Regions from separate parts of the Mus musculus genome. Here all the other regions are linked to region 1. Evidence: chromatin contacts called from public Hi-C data. All regions are on one chromosome and are shown on one strand. Each heading gives the region's core, a stretch centred on a gene start, on an enhancer-like site or on the middle of the called end of the contact. The rest is flanking DNA. Distances are from core to core; before and after follow the strand shown.

Region 1 (3,506 bases), core at 162-2,661:
TGGGTTCTTTTCCTGCCTGCCTTTTAGGCCTATGACCCCAGGCTCACTGGAGGGAGGGGCCCATATCTATTTCCCTGGGCTCTTGGAATTTACACCTGCTGAGGGCTGGCCTAGGTGATCTGGCTGCTTTCGGATGCTTAAGGCCATGATTACTCTGCACCTGGAGGACACACCCACCCCTTCCTCCTGTCTGCTCAGCTCAGAGTGACAAGCAGTCAGAAGGACTTTCAAGCTTCAGGAAGCTGTGGACTGTGTGGTTCAATCCCGCTCAGACCTGCCTAGCCTGTAAGAATCTGGTAATCTATGCAGCCATGAGAGGAATTCACACTTTCAACTGAAACTCTTGGCCACCTCTGGTTTATGTAGAAGTGAACTGTGACCTTGGAGCTCCACTTCAGGGCCACCAGCTGGCCCTGTACATCCTTCCTGGAGAGCCTGGGTCTGCTGGCTGGTGTTGGCAGCAGCTTAGCATTACCTGAAGTTTTATGCTTCTTGATGGTCACGGTCAGTGGTGCTGGAAGTGGCCACTTGAGAACAGCATGGAGCATCTGTGGGAACTTTGAACTGCAGCAACTAACCTCATACCACTAACTGTTGTCACCAACAGGATTAATCTTTTTTTTTTCCGAATCATTTTTTTAATGTTGTTTTTGTTAGGTTTTTGTTTGTTTGTTTGTTTTTGTTTGTTTTGTTTTGTTTTCTGGGACAGGGATTTTCTGTGTAGCTCTGGTTGACCTGGAACTTGCTTTGCAGATTAGGCTGGCTGAGAACACAGATCTCCACCTGCCTCTGGAGTGCTGGGATTAAAGGTGTATGCTACCATGCCCAGCATTTTGTTCGTTATTTTCATTTTTGAAGATAATTTAATATCAGAAGGAATGATGCGGTTGTAAAATTTTCACTCATTTATTTGAGATTAAGTATTGTTATGTCACTCAGGCTGGGTTTATGGCATTCTCCTGACTCAGCCTCTGGATTGTAATCTTGCCCCCACTTGCTCAGCCTATAGGTGTTAAAACAAGATTTACATATTTTGTTGTCATTGTTGGTGGTAGTGGTTTCTTGTTCTTGGTAATGGTGATGGTGGTAGTGGTAGTGTGTGTGTGTGTGTGTGTGTGTGTATGTGTGCGTGCACGCATGCGTTTGCACACTACCGTGTACCTGTGGAGGGCAGAGGACAACTTGCAGGAAGCCAGTTTTCCCCCTGCATTATTTGGGTTCTGGTACAGAACTGAGATCAGCAGCCTGATCAGCAAGCTCATTTACTTGCTGAGCCAGCTCATTGGCCTCCTCACCCCCAGCTCACATTTAAAACAAAAACAAAAACAAAAAAAAACTCAGTTGGGCCAGGTCCGCTGGTGCTTTCCTGTGATCCCAGTGCTCAGGAGGTGGAGGTAGAATGACCAAGTTCAAGGACAGCCTGGCCATGCGACCTCTTGAAAACAAACACCAACAAGCTCTAAATCAAAGACAGCTTTCCATTTTGATGCTAACGAGTTCATTTTTTGTTTTTGTAGGGTACACTTCTCCCAGAGTCCCTCCATTTCGTTCACTGGGCCCATCTCTCAGCTGCGCTCTGAGGAGCTCAGTCTGTGCCACCTCCAGTCCTGTGGGAGAATCTGCTATGCCCTGGCCCTAGTGCACCCTCTCTTGAACTGATTCCAAGATCTGCCTTCATTGGCACGGAAGGCAGAGGACACTGCCAGCCCCAGCCTGCCCCAACCTGCTGGTGACCTCCCCAGGGCCCTGGAAGCCCAGTGACTCAGCATGACTTAACAGCCTGGCTTTCCATGGGAGCCGAGATAATTTGCCACATATCCAGTACAGAGTAAAAGTTGACACTATTTGGAAGAACAATTCTAAGTTAATAATGAGAGGAAAAAGAAAGCCAGATATCTTTCCACTCTAGAGACAGGTTCTAGGACAGATAGATACTGGGAGGTCCGGTCTGGGCCTTGCTGCTTCCGTCCAGTCTGGGGCTTGCTACGGGGCTTTTCTTTTTGTTGTTAAAAGTGATAGGGTTTATTCCAAACTCTGAGATGGTGTGACATGTTGACCTCTTTTTTTATACGCTACGTGGACAGATGGCAACTTGACAAGGTTGTACAAACACTGGCACTTGGCTAACTCAAAGTCAAAGCTGGGGATTTTCATTGCTGTTGACTCCCAAGGTGATTGGGGCACGGGCCTTCTTGATGCCCTCCTCTTAGAGGCTAGCTAGTTGGAACCTCTTTCAGGGTCTTTCTGCTCAGCGTGCCTCAAAGAACAATCTGAGCTGACCTGTCTTCTAGGGGTGCTATGTGGAGCTCATGTGACCACCCCAAGCTGTTAGCTGGACTCCTTTTAAAGCTGGATTTCTTTCTTCAGTAGGACTGGGTTGTTATGTTTTAGAAAGAACTGGCTGCTTAGGTCAGCCAATGGGGAGGAGAGATTGGAAAGTTTTTCTTGTTATTTATTTATTTATTTATTTATTTATTTATTTATTTATTTATTTATTTATTTTTATTTATTTGTAATGCCAGGGATAACCCAGGGTGTCATATGAGTTAGGCAAACACCTTCTACGCCTAAGTTACACCTTTAGCCTTTGTGTTTATTTCTGTTTTGGAATCTGTTTAATGCTTTAAGGGCAGGGAGTCAAGGGTGAGAAATCTAGATTTGGAGATGAGCCTATCTGAGGATTCTAACTTTAGATTCAGGGCTTAATACCCAAATAGGTGGCTTCATTGTACCTTGCCTCAGCTTCAGATTTCCCGGAGTGTCTGGCCTGGAGTTTGTGGGGACTGAGAGGACAATGCATCGGGAAGCTCTCTCTCCACCACATTACCCACTGGCTCCATGGACTCTTGTTTTTAAAATAAGATAGGTAGTATCCCGAAATCTGCACCCATAGTGTATTGAGCATGTCTTTGTGTTACAACATGGTCATGGTAAGGAGCCCAAAGTCTTAGAAGCAGAAGGACCTGGATGGAGTCAATGTGGAATCTGTGGAAATTAGAGTCAGGCCCACACAACTGAGCCCTAATAGATGACCTACAGGGTCGATGGAATATTAGCCACTGAGGTTGCTTTGCTCTGTTTTGCAGGACTGGGCATCTAACCCTGTGCATGGTAGGCAAACGATCTGCTACTGAGCTCAGCCTAGAAGGGCAGTTTAAACCCACGTGGTCACTGTTTCTTTTAGCTTAGATTTCCCCCTGGCTTTGAGAATAAGACATAAAAGTCATCCTTGACCTTCTCAACCACATCTCTCCCCCCCCCACCAGGGGCCATCTGTCACCTTTGTTCTCCAGATGTCAGGCCTGGTAGTTTCTATGGCTGATGGTGGATGCCCAAGACTCTTGGCTCTGTCATGCCTATGATGTCCAGACATACTTGGCTGGCTGAAGGTTCTCCTAAATTCTTCCTCTCTGTGTCATTAAAGCTGTTATTTTCCAAAAAACTGTGGTGGCTTGAATGAGAATGGTCCCCATAGGCTCAAATATTCGAATGCATGGTCACCAGGG
Region 2 (3,323 bases), core at 760-3,259, 680 kb after region 1:
GACTTGCTCCAACAGCCAGTGACAGGTAACACGTAGAACATGTAGTCAGAAAGACCACAGGGAGTCAAAACCTCTACTCCCTACACAACAGACCTGTTCTAGTTTCTCAGCCATGGTTTATTCGAGATACCACAAAAAACAAGGTGTTGCTACAAGAATGACTTCAAATGACTCACATCACGTGGCCAGCACATCATGCCTATTTAGTAACCTTTGGTTTCTTTCTGTTATTTTTTTTTCCACTGCAGCTTCTGTTTTTGAGATCAGGGCATGAGGACACAAGAGAAAGACCACAGGCATACTTCTTCTGGCTAGAGCAACCAATGGGCTTAAGCTCCAAGCTTCCCCTCACCAGGAGCTGAGTGTGTGAACTTCCTGGGCTTCAGTTTCCCCAGCTGTAAAGTCTGGTCTGTATCGGTGAGCTCTGCTTAAGCCTTCGGAAGCTCACCCTCCTTATCAAGTGATTATAGGTATTCGCTTTTTGCCTATAGCGCTGCTGCTGCCTCTGCTTTCTCTGTGTATGCCGTGAGGATGGTGAAAGTGTTCACATACCGTGGTTCCCGGCACAGAGTCCCCTCTCCAATCATTCCCATGGCTACCCTTGGTGTAGCCATGTATCTTGGCTGTAAAGCTTGCTCTGCCCTTGGGGGCCTCAGTGTGGATTCTTGTATTTGTGACACATCAGACTAGAGCCATTAGCCAGGGCAAAGGAAGACCAGAGGAGGAACTGCTGAGCTGTGAGCAATGGGCTATTGTAAATATATAAATTAAATGGCCCTCATTACTGGAAGCTTATGCCATTTCTCTTGGTATAGGAAGGTTCCTGGATACCTTTAGAGTTACCTCCTCCACAGAGTCCACGATAGAACTCCATCAAGAGCACAGCTCTGCCCATCTCTGCAGTAATTCCATGCATGTTATATTTACTGTTGATGTGTGCGTGTAATATGTAATACATTCAAGTCAAAAGCACTCTGAGAGACAACCTGTCTACTCCTTCATTTTATAACCATTAAGTGAAGCAATGATTCATCTGAAAATCACAATATCAGAGCTCCCCAAACCCCACCTGCACTATTCTTTCCAGAACATCGTAGGAGGCATCTCAGTGAATGCAGACTATAAACTGAGATTCGGAAGACTGGAGGCAAATCTGGTCCATACCGATGCACTCTGCCTCCAGATTGCTTAAGCCTTCGGAAGCTCACCCTCTTTATCAAGTGAATATAGGTATTAACTTTTTGCCTATAGCGCTGCTGTGAGGATTAAACAAGGTGCTGTGTGTGACAGCACCTGGCTCCAGGCAGGTGCTTACTGAACGTTAGTTAGTTTCTTCCCCATCGCAATAGAACTTGCATATTTATTGGTGCTTGGAAACAGGAGAGAAACCGGAATGAACAAAGACTTCTGAGGGTACAGCTGGCCCAGCGCCTGTACTAGGAGGTGTACACAGGTGAGTGCCTTTAGGCATCGACCTGGACCAGATACTGAGCACCAGAGCAAGAGAGCAATGGGATCTTTCTTTTCTGGGAACACAAATTAACCGGCCAGGATGCTGTGGGCAATAGAAAGAAGGTTGTGAAACCCACAGGTGGCCCGGAGCATGGCACTGACCAGAGTCAATGTCAAGGCTGTTTTCCTCTGGGCTATACTCGTTGCCAGGTTTGCAGGGCCCACAGCCAAGTCAAACAGGGCTGCACACAGTCAGCATTGCACTTGCTCCAGGCTCTCCCAGGGATGGCTTCACCGGGCTCTGTGGGTCAAATGTTCACCCTGTGTCACCAGGAGGCAGTGCACCTGTATGGCTATTATATGCCTGCTGAGAAAGCAGCTCCTCTCCTCATAGCTCTTCCACCCCCTCCAAATTAAAAACAATACAAAACAAACCCCCAAAACAAAAAGGCTTCCATGTTTATCTCTCTTTAAAGCACAGAACTCTCACTGACTGCAACTTGTCAAGCCCTCCGCCAAGCCTAAACATTTGCCTTGGAACGGGGCCATCGGAACACAAGGAGTCACCACTGTCCCGGGCTGATGTGTCTTAAAAGAGCTTCAACAGTGGAAAGGCCATGAGCTCATCACTGTACCACGTAGATGGTCGAGTCTGAAGATTCAAATGAGAGGACGATTTGTTAGTTTCAATAGTGATTTCTTCACAGCATTTCTTTACTCTGTGCCGGCTACGTGCCTGGGCTCCCATGCCTGACTTCTTAACCATGAGCACTACTATCTGCTATTTGGTCCGTTCTTCGGGGACATGGACAGAGGTTTGCAGCAGAGCTAGGTGGCTTGCCCACTGGGCAAATGTGTGATGGAGTCAGAGCTCAAATCAAAGTGGGGTTTATTTGTTAAAAAAAAATGATCAGGTGGCTCTGACTATAACATACTAAGCAGGTGAGCAGGCGACAAAGAAATGAAAACCTCCTGAGATAAGAAGCTTAACAGAAATGTGGCTATCCACTTCGGCAGCCTGCAGACAAATAGCAGTCTTGGGAAGGCAGAAGGATGACTCCTGTATGTGTGTGTGTGTGTGTGTGTGTGTGTGTGTGTGTGTGTGTGTGTGTATGTGGTGTATGTGTGTTGTCTCTCCTTACAGCTGCAAGGCACCAGGCAAAGGGAAGCCCTTCCTAAGGTTTTTCTTTACTCTCCCTCTGCTTCTACAGTGGATACTGTTTGGAACAATCCCCCCACCCACCTGCAACTGGGTGTGTGTGTGTGTGTGTGTGTGTGTGTGTGTGTGTGTGTGTGGTGTCATATTCATGTCAAGGCTAAGGGACAGCCTTGGTTTTCCTCTTTAGGTGCTGTCCACCGTATTTTTATTTAGGCATTCTCACTGGCCAGAGGTCCCTAAGTAGCCTGAGCCAACTGAAAAGTGACCCTCAGGGACCCACTAGACTTCACCTCTCTACACTGAGATTAAGCACAAACCACACCCACTCTGTTTTGTTTTAAAAGGGCTTTTGAGAAACAAACTCAGTAGTACCTCACTCATGCTTGCAAGTCGGGTACTTTACTGACTTTATTAATAACCCAACTCTTACTCATTGTTTTAATGTCCACCGTTGCTAATTCTTCTACTTTCCAGAAACATCTCTGATCCTCCTGAGTTAATTAAAGTGCTGAGCACATGGGTCTATAGGCGCTGCTTGCAATGCAGGAGTCGCAGTCTAATCAATAGGTCTGTAGCATCACTTAGTAATGTTTAGAATTCTAGAAAAGAAGATGCCTGGACCAGGTCATGGGGATACAGGCACAGATTTACAGAGCTCCTCTTATAGGAGCTTGCACGTTCCTGCTGCTCATCTTGTCTTTATTTCTCTGCA
Region 3 (3,411 bases), core at 492-2,991, 710 kb after region 1:
CAATAAGAAAAGTAACAAATAAGATGTGTGACCCAAAAATCAGACTGTGGACACATGGGCCAAAGTTTAGAGCTGTTTGCTATGGATTTTCAGTGGAAAATTTCCCCATCCTTGTTGAAACAAACAAACAAACAAACAAACAAACAAACAAACAAACAAACAAACAATAAACAAGCAAATGTGGTGGTAAAGGTGAGGGTTGCTGTGGTCCATGAAGAGGGAACTGGAAAGACAAGTGTGGGCATTAACCCTTTGGCAGGCCTAGGGTTGCCAAACCCTCTCTCCTGTTCCGAGGCTCCCTCCTTTCTGATTGGTTCTTTTGCTGCACATAAGCTTCTTTGTCTTCCTGTCTGGTTTTCCATTTGCTGTCTGTCCTTTTGATGGCACAGCCAGAGACTCACTGCCAAGACTGTCTTCACCGAGCTTTCTTCCTATGTTTTCTTCTTGGAGATTTAAAGCTTCGGGCCTTCAGTTTGTCTTTAAGGCATTTCGAGTGTATTTTTGAGTTGAGTATAAGATACAGGTCCAACTTTGTTCTCTTGCATATGAATATCCAGTTTTCTCAATGTCTTTCTTGAAGAGTCTGTCTTTCACTCATTGTGTATTCTTGGCACTTGGGGAAACATCTATGATACATAAGAAAAGCTGACAGCTCTGTGGAAAATAAAATCACATAAAATCCCTCTAAATACAGACAAAGGAAGTGAGGAGGCATGGGAACTTCTCTATAATGGACAGACAGATTGACTGGTGTTATCTTAATAAGAGTTTCCAAAGAGAACAATACAATAAGACATATATAGGTACAGGCACTGATGTAGTCATATGAAAAGATTTACCAGAAACTGGCTCATGGGCTGTGGAGGAGAAAGCCCACCATAGGTTGGAGAACCAGGGAAGGTAGCAGTATGACTGTCTTGGACCAGGAGTCTCTGAACCAGGGGAAAGGATTAACCACTTTTGCTCTGAGATGTAATGTCTGGACCTAGAGTGATGATGCTGACTAATTGGCTAAAAGAGCTTGCTGCACAATCATGAAAACTAAGCTTCAGGTCTCAGCATCCATGTAACAAGTTGGGCAACCAACACATGCCTTTTAGTCCAGTTCTGAGGAGGGCCAGGCCAGGGTTGCTGGAAATTGCTGGCTTCCAACCTAACCAAGGGAATGTGAACCCCAGGTTCATAGACCATGTGTCAAAGGAATAGGTGAAGATTTATAGAGGACAAGACCCGACACCCAGTCCTGGCCTTTGTGTGCCTGTAAACTTGTGCATGCAATCTCATATACACACATGTGCATACAGATTGAAAGTCAGAAAATCTAAGAGATTAATGGTTTGGTTTCTGGAGTTCAAAGACCAGACAACCTGAAATCCTATGTTCTGAAGGAGGACATGTCTGCTTCAAAAGAAAAAGAGAGCAAATTCACCTGGGCTCTGCCTGTTGTTTCTCTCAAGACCCTTGGCTGACCCACATGTGTGAGGGTGGATTTTCCTCCCTGTTTACTGATTTAAATGGTGGTTCTGTCATAGGCTAGGATTTGGGTATCAAATGAATATTAAGGAGACATGTTCAAGGATATAGCTCAGAGAACCAAGGGTGTCTCAGGCTTTGCCACAAAAGAGGTCACATGCACAGGTAGGTAGCTGCTACTCAGGAACCTGGGCTGGGGCAGTAAGTGGCAGGCTCTCAGAAAGAACCATGGCTGCCCATGCAATTCAGAGCTGAAGACATGTGATATTCAGGCTTAATGGGAAATCAACCCTGGCCCCTTGTCAGATCCCTACAATTGGAAAGTGACCCTCTTGAGCAACGTTTTCCATTTTTGAGATAACGATGTGGCAAGAGGAGATTAGTGGAAACAAAAGTAAAAGTAAACAATGAGCTTGGATTTCAGAAAACATGTTTTTCTTCAATCAACATAGTAGCTCCCAGGATTCTGTGGGGACTGAATAGCAGAATCTGCAGAGGCACAAGTCTCTTCTGTATATGTATGTACACAGTATTTGGGCAGAGCCTACATCATCTCCCACATTCCTTAAATCACTGTGTATTATTTAAAACACAACATACAGTGAAACTGCTGTGAAACCAGACTCTTTTAGAGAACAAAGATGGGAGAAAGAGATACTTTCTGAAAAACATGTTCTGTTCAGTTCGTGGTTGAGTCGTCAGGTAAGTAACCTGTGGATGTAGCAGGCCAACTAAATGTACTCATCTTTGGGTTCTTTTTATCATTAAAGATTTATTTTCTAAGCATACCTCTGTGTGTGTATGTGTATGTCTGTCTGTCTGTATGCATGTCTGTCTGTCTGTATGTCTGTCTGTCTGTATGTATGTAAGTACATTGTAGGTACCTTCAGAGGATGGAAGATGGTATCAGATACCCCTGGAACTAGTGTTACAGGTGGTTGTGAGCTTTCTGTTGTGGGTGCTGGGAACCAAACTCTGGTCCTCCAAAAATGTTGCAAGCACTTTTAACCTTTGAGCCATCTCTCCAACCTCTGCATTTCGTTTTGCTTAATTTATAACTTGTTCTAGGTCCTGCTCTCACTGAAGCTGGTCACAGGTTTTCTGTTACCACAAAGATAGCATCAAGCTGATATCATTCACATTGATATTCAAGCTCTTCTTTGGCCTAGCATCTGCCTCTAGCCCTGCCTTCTGCTTTATCTCTTTTCATACCATTATTTACATGCTCTGGGGCAAGCTTATTTCCTCCACAGCCACGTGATTTTCTGTGTACAGAGGCAAGTTCCTGCAGGTCATTAATACTGAAAAGTTTCCTTCTTTCAGTGTTCTCTGGTTCTGTGCAAATCTTGATGCCCACTTCTGTATACCATAATTGTACCTGGCCTCTACCCCCAGGATTGTCCCTTTCCATTGTCACATAATTTATACATGTTCTTCCCTTGTTGCCTGTCCTTTATTTGAAAGAACCAGTCCAGCTGCTGCTGAATTTCCAAGACTGATATGAATCTGAAGTCTGTAAGTAAAAATACGTTCAATCAATAACGAAGTTGGTGACCATACAAAACAAGAATGAAGAAATTAACAGTAGAGGGATCAAGAACTGGCCATTTATGAATGATGGATCCTGATTACCATCAGTTTCTCTATCTAGGCTACCAAACACTTGAATATATTGTAAAGGAGAATAATTTCAAATGTCATTACTTATTTTCTTCCTACATCCAAAATAGAGACAAAAGCTAGTTAGAAAAACCCAGTCAAAGGAGACCAGTCATGAGACAAGCATGGCCTTGGACAAACCATGGGCTACGCTGAATGAGAGGCCATGAAGGTTGGCAGAGTTACAGTTCTAGAGCACAGCAGCTCTGGGTACCAAAAACATGAAGAGTGATGAGTTTTGGGATACATGCACAGTTTGGATGCCAGTGACATTAACAG

The links. Hi-C and Micro-C count contacts between places; a contact is called where the count stands out from the background.
Region 2: a Hi-C map of liver shows a contact between it and region 1, with 2.0 times the contacts expected there. The contact joins two enhancer-like sites. A contact is called at or near these places in 2 of 484 Hi-C or Micro-C datasets (both in liver) and 7 of 115 datasets of contacts at active chromatin or transcription factors (CD4 T cells, T-cell acute lymphoblastic leukemia, craniofacial prominence and 4 more).
Region 3: a Hi-C map of liver shows a contact between it and region 1, with 2.4 times the contacts expected there. The contact joins two enhancer-like sites. A contact is called at or near these places in 1 of 484 Hi-C or Micro-C datasets (liver) and 12 of 115 datasets of contacts at active chromatin or transcription factors (T-cell acute lymphoblastic leukemia, bone marrow-derived dendritic cells, bone marrow-derived macrophages and 9 more).

The regions. Positions count from the first base shown.
Region 1 is chr12:25,108,775-25,112,280 of GRCm38.p6, forward strand. No RefSeq gene overlaps it. Among named protein-coding and RNA genes, the nearest start is that of Id2, 14 kb to the left of the region's middle. Within about 2 kb of position 1,412, at least 64 of the 459 cell types and tissues checked have an H3K27ac peak or open chromatin away from gene starts, as enhancers often do. A contact at or near this core is called in hepatocytes and liver, where this site is marked.
Region 2 is chr12:25,784,387-25,787,709 of GRCm38.p6, forward strand. No RefSeq gene overlaps it. Among named protein-coding and RNA genes, the nearest start is that of Gm29835, 190 kb to the right of the region's middle. Within about 2 kb of position 2,010, at least 20 of the 459 cell types and tissues checked have an H3K27ac peak or open chromatin away from gene starts, as enhancers often do. A contact at or near this core is called in liver, where this site is marked.
Region 3 is chr12:25,814,625-25,818,035 of GRCm38.p6, forward strand. No RefSeq gene overlaps it. Among named protein-coding and RNA genes, the nearest start is that of Gm29835, 160 kb to the right of the region's middle. Within about 2 kb of position 1,742, at least 3 of the 459 cell types and tissues checked have an H3K27ac peak or open chromatin away from gene starts, as enhancers often do. A contact at or near this core is called in hepatocytes and liver, where this site is marked.